4 separate regions of the Mus musculus genome follow, and regions 2, 3 and 4 are each linked to region 1. The links are chromatin contacts, called in public Hi-C, HiChIP or PLAC-seq and promoter capture Hi-C maps. All regions are on one chromosome and are shown on one strand. The core of a region is the stretch at or near the end of the contact, and the rest is flanking DNA. Distances in the headings are between cores, read along the strand shown.

What was found. Promoter capture Hi-C pulls out the DNA fragments that hold promoters and counts their contacts. Hi-C and Micro-C count contacts between places; a contact is called where the count stands out from the background. HiChIP or PLAC-seq counts read pairs in DNA pulled down with a chosen protein or histone mark.
Region 2: a contact with region 1 is called in a Hi-C map of embryonic stem cells, with 2.5 times the contacts expected there. The contact joins the promoter of Zcchc4 here to the promoter of Lgi2 in region 1. A contact is called at or near these places in 5 of 39 promoter capture datasets (cranial neural crest, embryonic stem cells, hippocampal neurons and 2 more), 2 of 484 Hi-C or Micro-C datasets (both in embryonic stem cells) and 1 of 9 other capture datasets (embryonic stem cells).
Region 3: an H3K4me3 HiChIP or PLAC-seq map of stem cell-derived neural progenitor cells shows a contact between it and region 1, with 24 read pairs. The contact joins the promoter of Sod3 here to the promoter of Lgi2 in region 1. A contact is called at or near these places in 3 of 39 promoter capture datasets (HPC-7-derived erythroid cells, embryonic stem cells and stem cell-derived epiblast-like cells), 1 of 115 datasets of contacts at active chromatin or transcription factors (stem cell-derived neural progenitor cells) and 1 of 9 other capture datasets (adipose tissue).
Region 4: a promoter capture Hi-C map of stem cell-derived epiblast-like cells shows a contact between it and region 1, with 2.1 times the contacts expected there. The contact joins the promoter of Pi4k2b here to the promoter of Lgi2 in region 1. A contact is called at or near these places in 4 of 39 promoter capture datasets (embryonic stem cells and stem cell-derived epiblast-like cells), 2 of 484 Hi-C or Micro-C datasets (embryonic stem cells and uterus), 2 of 115 datasets of contacts at active chromatin or transcription factors (both in embryonic stem cells) and 2 of 9 other capture datasets (adipose tissue and embryonic stem cells).

The regions. Positions count from the first base shown.
Region 1 is chr5:52,564,765-52,568,296 of GRCm38.p6, forward strand. Lgi2 (leucine-rich repeat LGI family, member 2) reads right to left here and starts at 1,542. Exons shown (of 8, transcript NM_001310604.1): 1 at 1,154-1,542. The coding sequence starts at 1,341.
Region 2 is chr5:52,781,379-52,784,910 of GRCm38.p6, forward strand. Zcchc4 (zinc finger, CCHC domain containing 4) reads left to right here and starts at 1,677. Exons shown (of 13, transcript NM_001308144.1): 1 at 1,677-1,836; 2 at 2,611-2,729. The coding sequence starts at 1,713.
Region 3 is chr5:52,361,901-52,365,432 of GRCm38.p6, forward strand. It overlaps Sod3 (superoxide dismutase 3, extracellular), which reads left to right and starts at 1,904. Exons shown (of 2, transcript NM_011435.3): 1 at 1,904-2,152.
Region 4 is chr5:52,739,818-52,743,349 of GRCm38.p6, forward strand. It overlaps Pi4k2b (phosphatidylinositol 4-kinase type 2 beta), which reads left to right and starts at 1,757. Exons shown (of 10, transcript NM_025951.3): 1 at 1,757-2,151. The coding sequence starts at 1,902.

The DNA.
Region 1 (3,532 bases), core at 292-2,791:
CAAGAGTAAGAGGCAAACGGGCCTGCTGTGCCCACAGCCAAACTCTTCCAACTTTTTACAGATGTAAACAGGACCTTGAACCCTCTCCCTCCCTGTACGCTGATGCTGTTTTTGCCTTGAAGAAGCACAGGACACGATGGAGAAGGCACAAGCAACGTGGTACCCAGAACTACCTTACCCTCAGGATCCCCTCCTCTACATCTGCAGGGGTACTCCAGCACCTCAGCCTGGAATAAGGGGCTGTCCTAGCAAGAGATGCCCCAGCAATAAACAGACCACCCTCAGATCCCTTCCATAGCAACACTTCACTATTGCCACTGTGTGAGACCTAGTTGAAAGTGCTTAGCAAGCAAGTGGAGGAATCTCTCTGGTTAGTTCTGTCAGTGCTGGTAATACAACCCACCATGGAGAAAGATGGTAAAAAGGGGGCCCTCTTGAACTCAAGGCAAGAAGTTGGAAGGTTTCCCTCACTAGGGGGCTCGGCTGGACACCATATACGGAAAAGCACTTAGAAGTCTTCCGGGTTTCCCCTCTCTAAGCCACGTGGAGTAACCCCTCTACTTCCAGAAGCTGTGTGCCTTTGCACAGCTTAGGCATTTCCTAGCCTGCAGTGTGGAGAGGTCAGGAGGGGGCCAACCTCCCAGCAGAGCTGAGGCCCGCTGCAGTGAGGCCTCACCCATTCCTAATTAGCCGCTCAATCCGGGCGCATACAGCTGCTCTCCAGTCACACACCCACCCACTCACCAACACAACAGAACCACTCAAAACTTTAAGGTGCCCCAAGGATCACCTCGTGGCCCGAAATACAGGCTGTGAACTCTGGTGCAGAGACCCTATCCCATGGTGGGCCCTGGGTCTGCAGTAGCATCAGCTCCCCCCCAGGTAGGTCTGATGCAGGTGGCCTCGGGCCACAATGAGAAACTGTCACGCGGACCTGTCTGGATTCCCGTACTCTGGGGTTTAGAGTCGCCCCCCACCCCACCCTCCACTCCACACAGATTCCACCCACGTTCCGTGCCCCCCAACCCAAAGGCAAAGAAAGGGACTAAGGAGCAGGGTCAGGTGGCGCTGCCCCAGCACCAGCCGCAACTCCCTGGCGGCGGCCGGCGCAGGGCAGGGCAGGGCGGGGCGGAGATGGAGGGGTCCCACTCACAGGGAGCTGATGTCGCCAGGCACGATCCTAGGCACCCAAGAGGAGCCCACGCAGATGATGGACTCCTTGGTACAGCTGCAAGTGGCGGGGCAGCGCGCCAACCGCCTCACCTGCGCGCTCGGCGGGATGAGGCACGCGGCGCTCAGCAGCAGCAACCCCAGCGCCCCGCCGCCTCTCCATAGCGCCATGCCGGGTCCCCGGGTCCCCGCCCGGGCTCGGACCCCCGCCGCCGCCGCCGCCCCGCGCCGTGCGCTCGGACCCAGCGCCGCAGCAGACGCGGGTGCCGCTTGCCGATCGGCCGCCAGCGCTGCTGGCGAGGACGCGGGCGCCGCGGGTGTGGGAGGCCGAGCCGCAGCCGAGCAGCATGCTGGCCGCCACCCCCACTCGGCGCCCCCCCACCCGCGCCCGGGCTGCTGGGCGGCCGCCGCACCGCCTCACCCGCGCTGGCCTGACATCAGCACCCGCGCCTGCCGCGGGCCCGGACCAATGAATAATGCACGCGGGGGCCCGCCCCGCGGGGGAGGGGGGGGGAGGAAAAGTTGGATGACCTTGGGGGAGGGGCCAGCCGTGGCTCAGACCCCCTGGGAGCAGGGACCCGCAATCCTTCTGTGGCTGCAAAGGATTTCACAGACAGTGGACTCCTTTCTACGGGGTCAAATCCTGAGCTTCCTTCCCCGCAAAAAATAAATAAATAAATAAATAAATAAATAAATTTTAGAAAGTAGAAACCGTAAGAACTGGAGCCTCTACACCCCCAGAAAAGTAGGAGTGGGGAGCACTGTCTTGACCTGGGAGAAAGGTCTCTATCCCCGAGTGCCCCGAAGAGGCCAGACCTTTGTGCAGACTTCATTTATCTTACAGAGGACCTAAATGACTGTAGCACAGGGACCCGACTGGGCCACCTTGGCTGGCCCACCATGTTTCTGTGGGGTCTGAGTCTCCACTGCACCTCAGCTCACTGAAGCCATCCCTTTTCAGTTGCCCAAGAAAACTAGAATCGCAAAACTGCTACAGCAGGGTATCCCCTGCCTGGCTGTTGGGCCTTGCAAGAACCTAGCCTGCGAAGAAAAGTTTCCTGGCTCAACACGGTAGCTACACACGGTAGCTACGCCCCACCCCCACCCCCTGATTAAATGATGGGGGACACAGATTGTTAGGAGAGACAGAGTTTGTTGCTCTGAGCACTGGGCCTTTCATCTCCTAACCCTTAGCGGATGCTATCCATCTTCAAGAATTTAACTGATGAGAAAACTGAAGCCCAGGAGTCCTGGGTAGCTGTCAGAGTGTGCTGTTAACAGTCAACACCAAAGAGAAAGACTGGAGCCTGAGATGGGGATTTGTAACTGGCCCCAGGGAAACCCTTTTTACTTCTAGAATCTGTCTTAAGGAGCGTTAATGTTATCATAAGGTCGTGTGCTGCTGGGGGCATGGAAGGAAATGCCAAAGCAGAACAAAGCATTATAGATTCCCCTACCCCACCCCTGCAACTGCTCTGAGCTCAGACCTGTCCATCAGGCTACCAACCTGGGCAAACCATTCTGATGTTAGCGTGTGCCTGAAACAAGTACAGCCAGTGCAGAAGAGGAAATTCATCGGTGCTGCCTCTTATTCCTGAATCATTTTAGCACAATTCAACGGGGGAAATATCTGGCTGTCCACTATGGGAAAAGAGAAAAACTCTCCCTATGGGCAGGAAACTTCAGTAGCTGGACAGATAGCCCAATAGAAGGACCTTCCCATAGTTACATGGATATAAGAGACTGGCCAAAGGGTAGAACATGGGATGCTACTATGGCACTTCATGGAAAGAGTAAAACACGGTCTTAGTTACTTTTCCTGTTGCTATGATGAAATATCCTAACAGAAACATCACAAATAAGCAACAGTGGCACTATCTAGCAGAGATATCCAGGGCTCAGCCTCAGCACCAATCAGCAGGTGGGACCAGGAGGGACACCAAAAGAAGTTCTCAGTTGTGCCTCTCTCAGAGAAGCAAAGATCAGCAAAGACAGGAGACCAACAAGCATTGTTCAGCTAGCTCTGCTGGCAAGCCAGCTCAGCCTCCCTCACTGTCTGTTGAGTCCTATCTATAATCCCTCCAACCATCACATGTCCCCCACAGGTCTTGCCTCAGCACATGAGTCTGTCTCAGCTGACATCACTCTGTCATCAGACCGAGTCTACAGAAGTGACAAGAAGCCGCAGCACACCACCAGAACTTTTTCAGTGCGTTTCTCTCTATGGAGTCCTGACAAATGAAGCTCAACTATGCAACATAAGGCGGACCAATACATGCACATGAGCAAAGGATCCTTCATCATGTGTCCTTTCACCGCTGTTTGCTTCGGTGAAATGTTCATTGACGGGTCGGCCTTAGCC
Region 2 (3,532 bases), core at 427-2,926, 220 kb after region 1:
GGGTCTATTTTCAGTTTCCATCAGAATCCTTCCAAGGATTTCAGAGTATTTCTGCCCCCAGTATTTCCCAGTATGAAGTAAAGACTCTATTAGGCAATAAAAACACTCATAACTTACTGATGATTATCATAACCCTGTTAGCAAATAAATACATAGATGTCTATCAACCATAGTTAACACCTCATAACATTCCAGTTACCGATGGGATGTGTACGTAAATGTTCCCCCACCCCACCCGCAAAAAAAAAACCCTAAAACCTAGGATCTTGGTGATGTTGTAGCCTCCCCAGTTTTTTAAATTTTACTCTAATGCCTATGCAATAAAATCCCCTAGTGGCAGAGTTTCTAGAATTTGTGCCTGTTGTAAACTGGTGAATAACTGTGTACCTAAATCTAAGGTGTGGGATTTTTCTCACCAAAGTTTTTCCTCAGAAAAGAGAAGACTGTATCATTTTTGAAGGCTGCTTTATTATCATAATTATATACCTCCTCATGTACCTTATTCAGATCAGAGTGTGTGCATGTGCATGTGTGTATACACGCATGTACGCGTGTTACAATTTGCAATTTCATTGACAGATGTGTGTATGAATGAGCCTTGACTACTACTACCACTGTTTGGAATTAGATAGACTGATCTCTCCCACTTGGTTATTTTCTTTTAAAATTATTTTAGCCATTTCTTTGCCTTTCCCTATAAAATTCAGAATAATACTTTGTATATCTGGCTGAGATTTTGCTAGAAACTGCACTCAACCTGTCTGCACTTAACCTGGTAGGAGGTGGCATCTTTACTGTGTTCCGTTTCCCGTGTAATGAACAGACCACGCTTCCACATTTATTTAGATCTTTCTTGATTTTTTTTTCAACCACATTTTCTAGTTTTCTGCTCATGAGACCTGTGTACGTTAAACAAATACATGCTTCTTTTGCTTGGAAATTCTAAGTGGTATTCTAAATTTTATGTTTAGACAATCACTGCCAGGGTATGTTAGTCTCATATCCTGAAACTTACCAAACTCAAGTTAACCTAGAAGTTATTTAAAAAGTGTACATTCTTTGATATTTTTTATGTAGACAACTGCCACTGGCAAATGGCGACATTCTTTTCCTGAGGTACAAACGAGAACGAGAATTCAATAATTACGTGTAAGAGCAAGTGTTAGATGAGCTCCAGGCATGGTGAGGCATGTGTTTGTAACCCCAGCATTTGGGAGGTAGAGGCAAAAGATTAGGAGTTCCAGGCTACACTCTGCTACTGGGGAGTTAGAGGCTAGCCTGGACTACATGAAACCCTGTCAGAGAACAGAACAGAACAGAACAGAACCAAACCAAAAGACTAGACAGTTCTTTGGCATTGTTAAACGCAATAGAGCTGCTGTGCTGTGTGGTTCAGCCATTGTTTACCTCTTTGTTGCTCTTTTGGATCTATAATCTAATCAGATCTTTGTTCTAAAGATTCATCTCTTCTCCTGGTTATAGGTGCTCTCTTGGCATAGGCCTTCCAGCTTCACCCCAGAACCCCCACGGGTGTGTGTGTGGGTGGGTGGGTGGGTGGGTGGGTGGGTGTCCTGCTTAGTTTCTCACTCTGGGTCTGACGGCGGCATGGCTCCTCCAGGACGCGTGGGGCGCTGTGGGTTCCGCGTGCCGCGGCGGCGCTCTTTCTCCGCCTCCTTGGTTGGGACAGAGGCTTTCGGGACTTCGGCAGAAAGATGGCGGCGCCCATGGACTGTCTTGAGTCCCTGGAGGGTGATGGCGACGCGGGGCGTAGGGCGTCCGGGGTAGAGGTGGCGCTTCCCTCGAACCCCACGGCTCCTGCCCCGCTGTGCCCGCACGGTGGGTCGGCGTCTGCGCTCAGCCTTGCCGGCGGCGCCAATGGCGAGGCTTGGGCTAGGTGCTCTGCGGGTTTTTCGGATTTGTGTCTGGAAGAGAAGGCTTTTTCCCACCCCCTCTTCCTTACCTTGTGTGATGCGTGAATAACACCCGGTTTCAGAAAGTGTTTGTCACTCTATTTAGTAAACCCCCAGAGAGGTCCTGGCTGCTGGAGCTTTGTCTCCAGAGCTGTTAGCATCTCTGCTTTGGGGGACAGGTTAGGGAGAAAGCCGAACGTAGAATGCACGGGGCTGAAGGCTTCTTGCTGACAAGTTCTTAGCGGAATTTAATTTGTTGAATTGATGGGGTTTTATTGTTTTGAAGTTAGAATAAACAACAAAACCCTGGAAGCCTAATTAAGTTTACTTCTTGCGGCTTTCCAACTGTAAAGCTCAGGGTTTCACTGAAAATGGTAACGGCAAACCTTGCAGTTCTCCGGGCTTTCCCCCTTGTTTTATTCGCGTTTGTTCTTTTAAGCATACTTTCGTCATGGACCCCAGCTGTTGACTATTGTAATGTAAACAGAAAGCATTTTCTTTTTGAAGAGAGCAGTTTTAAAAATTATTTCTAATATTCAAATGCATCAGTGTTGCAATGGAAGAAAATAAGATTTATCAAAGAGGATAGTACATTGAATTATAAATTATGTATAATGCCTAAATAAGTTTTATTTAAGGCAGAGAAACTTGGTGTAGACTACTGCTTGATACTTATTTTTTCTTCCTATTCTGGAACTAGGGCCTACTCTTCTCTTTGTAAAAGTGAACCAAGGGAAGGAAGAAACACGAAAGTTTTATGCCTGCTCAGCCTGTAGAGATAGAAAAGACTGTAACTTTTTTCAGTGGGAAGATGAAAAGGTACAGTAACATTTTGGCTAGTTTTACGGAGAATGAACCAGTAAACATGAAGTTTAAGCATTATATAAAAGGATTTCTTTATTTTAGTGCATTTGGTATTTTTAAAGATTTTTTTTTTCCTTTTTTTTTTTTTTTTTTTTTTTTTTTTTTTTTTTTTGAGACATTGTTTCTCAGTGTAGCCCTGGCTGTCCTGGAACTGATTCTGTAGACCAGGCTGGCCTGCCTTTGCCCCCTGAGTCCTGGAATTATAAATGTGTGCCATCACTGCCCAGCTTAATGATTAATTATGTGTATATGTGTGTGCACCTATTTATTGGTATGCACACATGAGTGCAAGTACCCATGGATATCAGAAGAGATCCTCCGATCCCCTAGAACTGCAGTTACAGTCAGTTATGAACCTCCTGATGTGGGTGTTTTAAATAGAGTTAGGTCTTAAGGTAGTGTTTGATCTCAACTACTGGGCCATCTCTCTCACCCCAAGATAAATATCTTAGGAGGGATGAAAATTTCATGCTTTGGATTTTGTTTTTAAATTCTGGGCATTAAAGTTAATACTTAACTCTGAACTTTGATACAGATGTGTTATTGTCTTAAATGAAAATTAGTTCCCTATAAGATTTGATGTGTTAGTATTGGGTAGTCAACTTACAACTTCAGTTTTGCTATTTATTAGTTTCTTTTGGTTTGTTTTTGGTTAGTTTTTGGTATCTTCCTGTGTAGCTCTGACTGTCCTGGGTCACTATGTAGACCAGGTTGAACTCAAATTCACAGAGCTCCACCTGCCTCTGCCTCCTGAGTGT
Region 3 (3,532 bases), core at 654-3,153, 200 kb before region 1:
GAGGAGGAGGGCAATTTTCTCCTAGAGAGCATAAAAAATGCAAGTGAATTGAGGCTTGCCACTAATCCTAGAATCCCAGAACGAAGGAATGCTTTCCTGAGTCTTGAAGGAAATAAAATCAGGCTCATGGAAGAGAGTACCACTTAAAACAGTAGCTAGGAGCTTATGCAAGAGTTACTTCGGGGCTGGAGAGATGGCTCAGTGGTTAGGAGCTTTTCCAGAGGTCCTGAGTTCAATTCCCAGCAACCACATGGTGGCTCACGACCATCTGTAATGGGATCAGATGGCCTCTTTTGGTGGGTCTGGAGAGAGCAACAGTATACGCACATAAAATAAGTAAATAAATCTTAAAAAAAAAAGAAAGAATCACTTCAAAGACTGAATGAAAATAAGGATTTAACAAGATGATTGGAGAAGCCAGGATTTGGTAGGGTGTATGTGGGTGGTTGTGGGTGGCTGTAGGTGGTAGGTGGCTGAGGGTGGCTGGCAGCCATGGGCAGTGGGTAGTACCTGACACTCTATAAGCTCATTTGTTGAGGACAGCTACTGCCAACAGCAGATAAAAAGTTCAGGGCTGAACTGGCTTCTAGGGGACGCCACCTGAAGGAGGTTCACTGAGCTCCAGGAGGCACGCAGAGAACAGGTTACCGAACAAACTTCCCACCTGCCAGGCCTGGCGACTGGAGGTGTCAGGGGCCATTCTGTCTCTAGCTGTACCACTGATGCTCGGTTATCTTCCTAAGTGTGTGAACCACATGGGGCAGAAACTTGTGCAGCTTGGAGACTCTGGTGTGTGGTGTGGTAGGGGGCAGGTACCCAATAACCATTTGTCAAAGGAATTCAGGGGACAGACAAGCGGCAGCAAGCTGGGGATGCTTCTCTGGGAAAGAGAGCCTTTTATTTCTAGAGAGTTTCTGTGATGGACAGGAGCTCCCAACAACAAAAGAAATAAGGAGCCTGGGATTGGAGGTTCCTGGCTCCTCCAATCTGTGTAGTCTATGTAACAATCTTCCTGGGCAGGCCTCAGTTGGCAGAGTGCTTTCCTAACACGCATGAAGGCCTGTGTTTGACCCCAGCGACACACCAACGTGATAGTGCACGCCTGCAATCCCAGCATTTGGGAGCTGATGACAGGGGGATTAAAAGTTCAAGGTAATCCCCAGTTACAGATGGAATTGAAGCTAGCTTGGGTTAAATGCAACTTTGTTTCAAAAACAAACAACCCTCCTTTGTCATTTTAATACAACAGTGGCAACAATCATAATGTTATTGTCACGGTCATTGTTGACTCACTAATGTCCTTATGAAAACCAGACACTGGCTTTACTCCTTTGATTCTCATGGGGGATGAGAGCTATTATATTACAGATGCTGAGAGGGAGGTAAAGGGAGGGCTTCCAGGAGCACACGGGTAGGAAAAGGCAAGACTGAAGGCACACCACCATGCCTGCCCCACACCTTGTGTGGTAGCACAGCTCTGGAGAGAGTGTCTCACTCAGCTGCCAAGTGCCCATGTCTGTCTTAAACACATACCAACATCTAGCAAAAGAAGTCAGTAGCTGAGGGAGTCAGGGGAAAAGAAAAGGCCCTTCGAGAAAGAGACCATTGTGCCTCTTCAAACAAGACTATTTTCTTTCTCATTTCTGCTCCCCTGCTGCGTTCTGAAGGTCACTGACTGCGTCTGCACGAGCCAGGGAAGTCACGAAAGACATACTTGGCAAGCAGAACCAGCAGTGGGAAAGGGACTGGGAGGTGGGGACAAGGAGAAGATGAAGTGGGGGAGGAGGGGGAAAAGGAGGAAGAGGAGAAGGGGAGGAAGAGGAGGAGGAAGAAAAAGAGGAGGAGAAAGGAATAAGAAGGGGAGAAGGAGACGGAGTAGGAAGAGAAGGGAAAAGAAGGAGGGGGAGGAAGAGGAGGAGGCAGCAATTTTACCACAAGGGACAGCCAAGCTGGCTTTGCTTCTCTTGGCCAGCCCAATGACCTTCCTCCCATTTGCTGACCACTCCCCCGGGCTGGCCTCCCTGCTGCTCGCTCACATAACAGCCAGCTGGACAGCTCTGGGGAGGCAACTCAGAGGCTCTTCCTCCGGCCTCTAGCTGGGTGCTGGCCTGAACTTCACCAGAGGGAAAGAGCTCTTGGGAGAGCCTGACAGGTGCGTGCCAAACTGAAGTTCATTTCATTCTTTTAGGAGTGTGCTTCTTAAGTTCTGGAAACTGGGTTGGGCAGCCGGCACTGGTTAGAAAAGGTTCAAAATCATGTTTGGGGGAGAGAAACCCCATTAATGACAGGCCTGGCTTTTCTAGAGTGGGGAGTAGAGTCATGGGAAGATGGGAAGGAGGGTGGTGGGACAAAGCTTTCTGCTCTGGGCCTGCAGTGGCTGGGCCAGGAGGTCTTTCGTGCTATAAATGTCATGTATGGAAGGCTGTCTGTGGACGCTGAGGGGCTTGGGGTGGAGTTAGGGAGGATGAGCAGGGACTCTGAGGGGTCACCTGGGTTCTGTCAGCCATGGCTTACAGCAAAGGCTTCTTATAAGGAGCCACTGAGGAAGAAAATGCCTGGGGGAAGGGAGACACTCGAACAAGGAGTCTAGGTTTACCTGGAGGTGCAGAAAGATGCTCTTTTTTGTTTCGCTTCATTTCTTAAGAGAATATATATATATATATATATTTTTTTCAAGTGTTCATTTTTAGAGAAGCCCACAAACACACTCCAGTTGGATTTTGCTCTAGGCTCTGCAGGAAGAATTCCTGAAGTGAAGCCTGAGCACAGAACATTCCTAAGTGACAGCTGCCTCAGGAGAGGGTCAGAGTCCCTGTCCAGTGAGAGAGCTGGGGGCAAGATGCATGAGGCTCCTCCTGTACTTCACCCTCTCCCGCTATGCTCTAACGGCAGGGTCACACTAGGCCACATCAAAGGGGAGGGGTCTGTAGGTTTTACGTTCTCAATGTCCCCTGAGACCTAACATCTTTGTTCTTCTCAAGCCATCTCTGGGTATCCCCTCCTTCCTCGGCCTTCACAGAATCCCCAAGCTGGTGATTCTCACAGCTCCATCAACCACTCACTTCGAAATCCTGCCCTTAGCTCTTCGGTGACTATGTAACCACCATGGGAGAGACCCTCACTTCTGTGTCCCTGCTCTCTGCCCACTTGTATCCAGGTAAGCACCCACTTCATAGGGTGCTTGCCGGGATCCAAACCTCGGGACTGGGGAGATGGCTCTGTCAGTAAAGTGCTTGCTATGAGCAAGGGCCAAAGTCTGATCTGCAGAATCCATGTAAAAGCCAGGCACAATCATGGAGATTGGAGGGCTTGCTGGCCTAGCGATCTAGCTGAATCAGTGATCTACACACACACACACACACACACACACACACACACACACACACACACACATGAACTCCTCTACAGAGAGATGTACACACACAAACATACACATATATATATTCCATATATATATATTTCAAATATATATATATATTTCATATATGCCAAAAGCTTTTTAACAGCGCATGGCCCAAATATTCAACAGGTG
Region 4 (3,532 bases), core at 507-3,006, 180 kb after region 1:
AATTGTTAAGAAGGCCAAAGCAGGACTGGCGCAGGGCTTGCTACTGATCTTGTGTTTCTTTTATTCTGCAGGACCTACAGGCTGGAAAGAGAACACTAACTTCTGCAAGTTGTTCTCTGACCTTCACACACACATGTAGTATTTTAATTCAAAATCTAAAATTACTAGGAAGTCATAAAAGCCAACTGAGCATACAAATCCACAGTAATAAGGATTGTAATAACCTCCTCTCAGTACTAGATGAAAAAGTCTGTGGTAAATGGGTAACCTGCACAACACTGGCAATACTTAAATAATAGAATCAACTGGGAGATAAAAACCATCCAACCACCATGTGGTGGTGGCGCACACCTTTAATCTCAGTGCTTGAGAGGCAGAAGCAGGTAGATCTGAGTTTAAGGCCAGCCAGGATGGCCAGGGCAACTCAGAGAAATCCCATCTTAGAAAAAAAGCAAAAACAAACAAAGAAACAAAAAGCCACTGAACTATAGAATCTATGTTCTTCATAAAACTGCACATAGAACATTTGTCCCATCCAAAAAACAACAACAATAAAGAAGGATGAAACAAACAAGATAAAAATTTCAAAATAGTAGGTGGATGGCATTACTCACAGTGGATGGGGTTCTTTCATATCAAACATTAATCAAGAAATTCCCCAAAGATATGCTCACAAACTATTCTGATGGAGCCAGTTCCTCAATGGAGTGTCCTTCTCCCCAAGAGAGTCTTTTGTATCAAGTGGACAAAAACTAACCAGCACAGTACTTAAATTTGAAAATTAATACATTTCAAAGTAGTAGATCAAAGAGGAAAATCCTAAAAGTAATTATAAACTATTATCAGCTGAGTCAAAAGTGAAGCACACTACATCAAAAACAGTGGAACCGCAGCTAAAGCAAAGCTCTGAAGGCAACTCAGCTCTAAAGGCATTATGTTTAAAAGGTAGGAACCTCCTCGATTTTTTTTTTTTTTTTTTTTTTTTGTTTTTTGTTTTTTTCGAGACAGGGTTTCTTTGTGTAGCTCTGGCTGTCCTGGAACTCACTATGTAGACCAGGCTGGCCTGGAACTCAGAAATCTGCCTGTCTCTGCCTCCCGAGTGTTGGGATTAAAGGCGTGCGCCACCACGCCCGGGTCTTCCTCGATGTTTTAATCTTTACTAAACAACTAGGAAAAGAAAAGTGAAACAGATGAGTAGTAAGAAGCAAAATAAAAATAAAAAATAAAGTCAGCGAAGTAGGGAAAAAAATTAGCACAGCCGAAATACAGCCTTTGAAAGATTTCTAAGTGTTGACACACCTTAGTTTAACTTCAGTCAAAGCAAAAGAAATCTATAAATTACCACTATCAAGAATGTCTAAACATACACTCCCGTCTCGATTTTAGTAGCAAATAAATGCATATAATGCACAGATTATGATTACAAAACTATATATTTAACATATGGACTATAGTAATAGAAGTAGCTCCCAGCCTTCATGAACTTTTAGAGAAAAGTTAGTGAAATAAATGTATATTATGTATATAGTAATAAGAGAGGACTATTTAGGTTGGAAGGGATGCACCTCCCGCGGAAATGACGCTGGTCCTGGCTTTCTGCTGGATCCACTGCAATGGCTGGCAACGCTCTGGGAGTTGAGACACAGGTGGCCATCAATGCCCTACCCCGCCCCGCCCCGCCCCACCCTCGCTTGCCCCACCCCCTGTCCTTCTGCGCAGGCGTAAGGAAGGCGTCCCGGGGCTCGAGAGGCGGGGCGTGGCCGGCGGCTGGGCGTGGCCGGCGCGGGCTGGTGGACTGGTGAGGTGGCGTCGGTGGGAGCAGTCCCCCGCGGTTTGGCGTGATGCTGGGGTCCCAGTCCGGAGCCCGGCGGCTCTGAGCGCCGGAGCCGCCCCGGGACATCATGGCGGAGGCCTGCGAGCCCACCCGCCCCTCGGAGGACGAGGACGAGGAGCGGGAGCCGCTGCTGCCTCGCGTTGCCTGGGCCCAGCCGCGGAGGGTCGCGCCCGGGAGCGCCGTGAGAATGCAGGCGGACGAGGGCGCGGATGTCCTCCGCGAGCCCGCTACCGACGAGCCGCCGGCGGTGTCCGGGGAAGGGTCGATCTCCGCGAGCTTGTCCACCGAGCTGGATCGGACCCGCACTACGAGCTCAGGTGCGACCCATGCGCGCGCGCAACCCGCCCTTCCCTGCCTCAGTTTCCTCTCACCTTTCCCTCTGTGGCAGGAGAACGGGGACCACTAAAATCTCACTCTGTAGGCTTCCCCAAAGAGTCAGTCCAAGTGGGAACCCAACACTGAGGGAAACTTCATCCAGGACTGTGACGTAAGTTGTTTGTTCAAGTTTGGACTTAAGTTCTGAATTAAGAACGCACAACGATCCAGAAAGTTCTCGTCGGAGTCATGAGTTTACAGGGCGGATGATAAGCCGAGAGATAATAGGAAGGGATGACCATTTGCCGCTGGGACAAGTTTCAAAACTTTCTATTAAATGTTGCTATTGTGACGTTAGCCAGAGGGGGCGGAGGCGGGCGAACTCCTGCCGCCAGCTCTCTGCAAAGTATATTTGCGCGCTTAAAAAGAAAAACACCTTTTCATTATCTCCTGGGCTGATTTTAAGTGGACCTTTGAAAGAGAGGCTAACTAACAATGTTTAAACTAAAAATTAAGGCATGCTATTGCAGGCCTGGGTGTCTGTGTGGTGAGTTTGGACCGGTGGAGTGGAGTGTGGCTGAAATGGAGTAGATTTGTATGAGATCCATCTGGAGTCTAGACTGGCTTTTTTTTTTTTTTTTTTTTTCCCTTTTTCTCCTACTTGATGATGATAGGATGGATCCAAAGAAGTATCATATGCACTATTCCACGAGCATCATTCCATATGACTCCTTGTGGAAAAGCCACAGGGAAGGTAGTTGTTATTAATACTGCATTTCTTAGAAGTTAAGTTTATTTGACCTACCAGTGTGCTAATGTGACTTGAAATGATTTGAACAGGGCAAGTCAAGAGTTCTAACAACTTTTATTCAAACACAAATCCTCTAAATAAGAGACCTAAAGGAAGTCGTCTCTGAAACACATTAACTACATAGGGGTCTGCCCTTACCACGACGTTAGCTGATGGATGAGTTTGCCATGCAACACTGAATAGAGCAAAGGAATGTGAAGTTTTCCACTTTCACAAATCTCTGTTCAGCCAGCTGCAGTGGACACTTTGGCCCTATCTGAGGTAGAATCTAGTCTGTGAGGTAGCTAAGATCCATATGGCTGCTACTTGCCCCAGAGTTACCTCGTGTGTTAGATTGAAATAGAGCCTTGAAATAGAGTCTTGAAAAACTTTTACTGTTTGAGTGGGTTGGATTGGTTTGTGTGTTTTCTTTGTTGTCAACACTTATATTAAGGCTAAAGTCAAAAGGACGAGAATGTGGTAGCTAAAATGCAAATGGATTATAAGAACTCTTAGCTCCTCGGTGGTGATAGCTAGGTCAGAGTTCACAGTTTAAGATGAGTTTTGACATTGGTTCTCACAGCAGCACAATG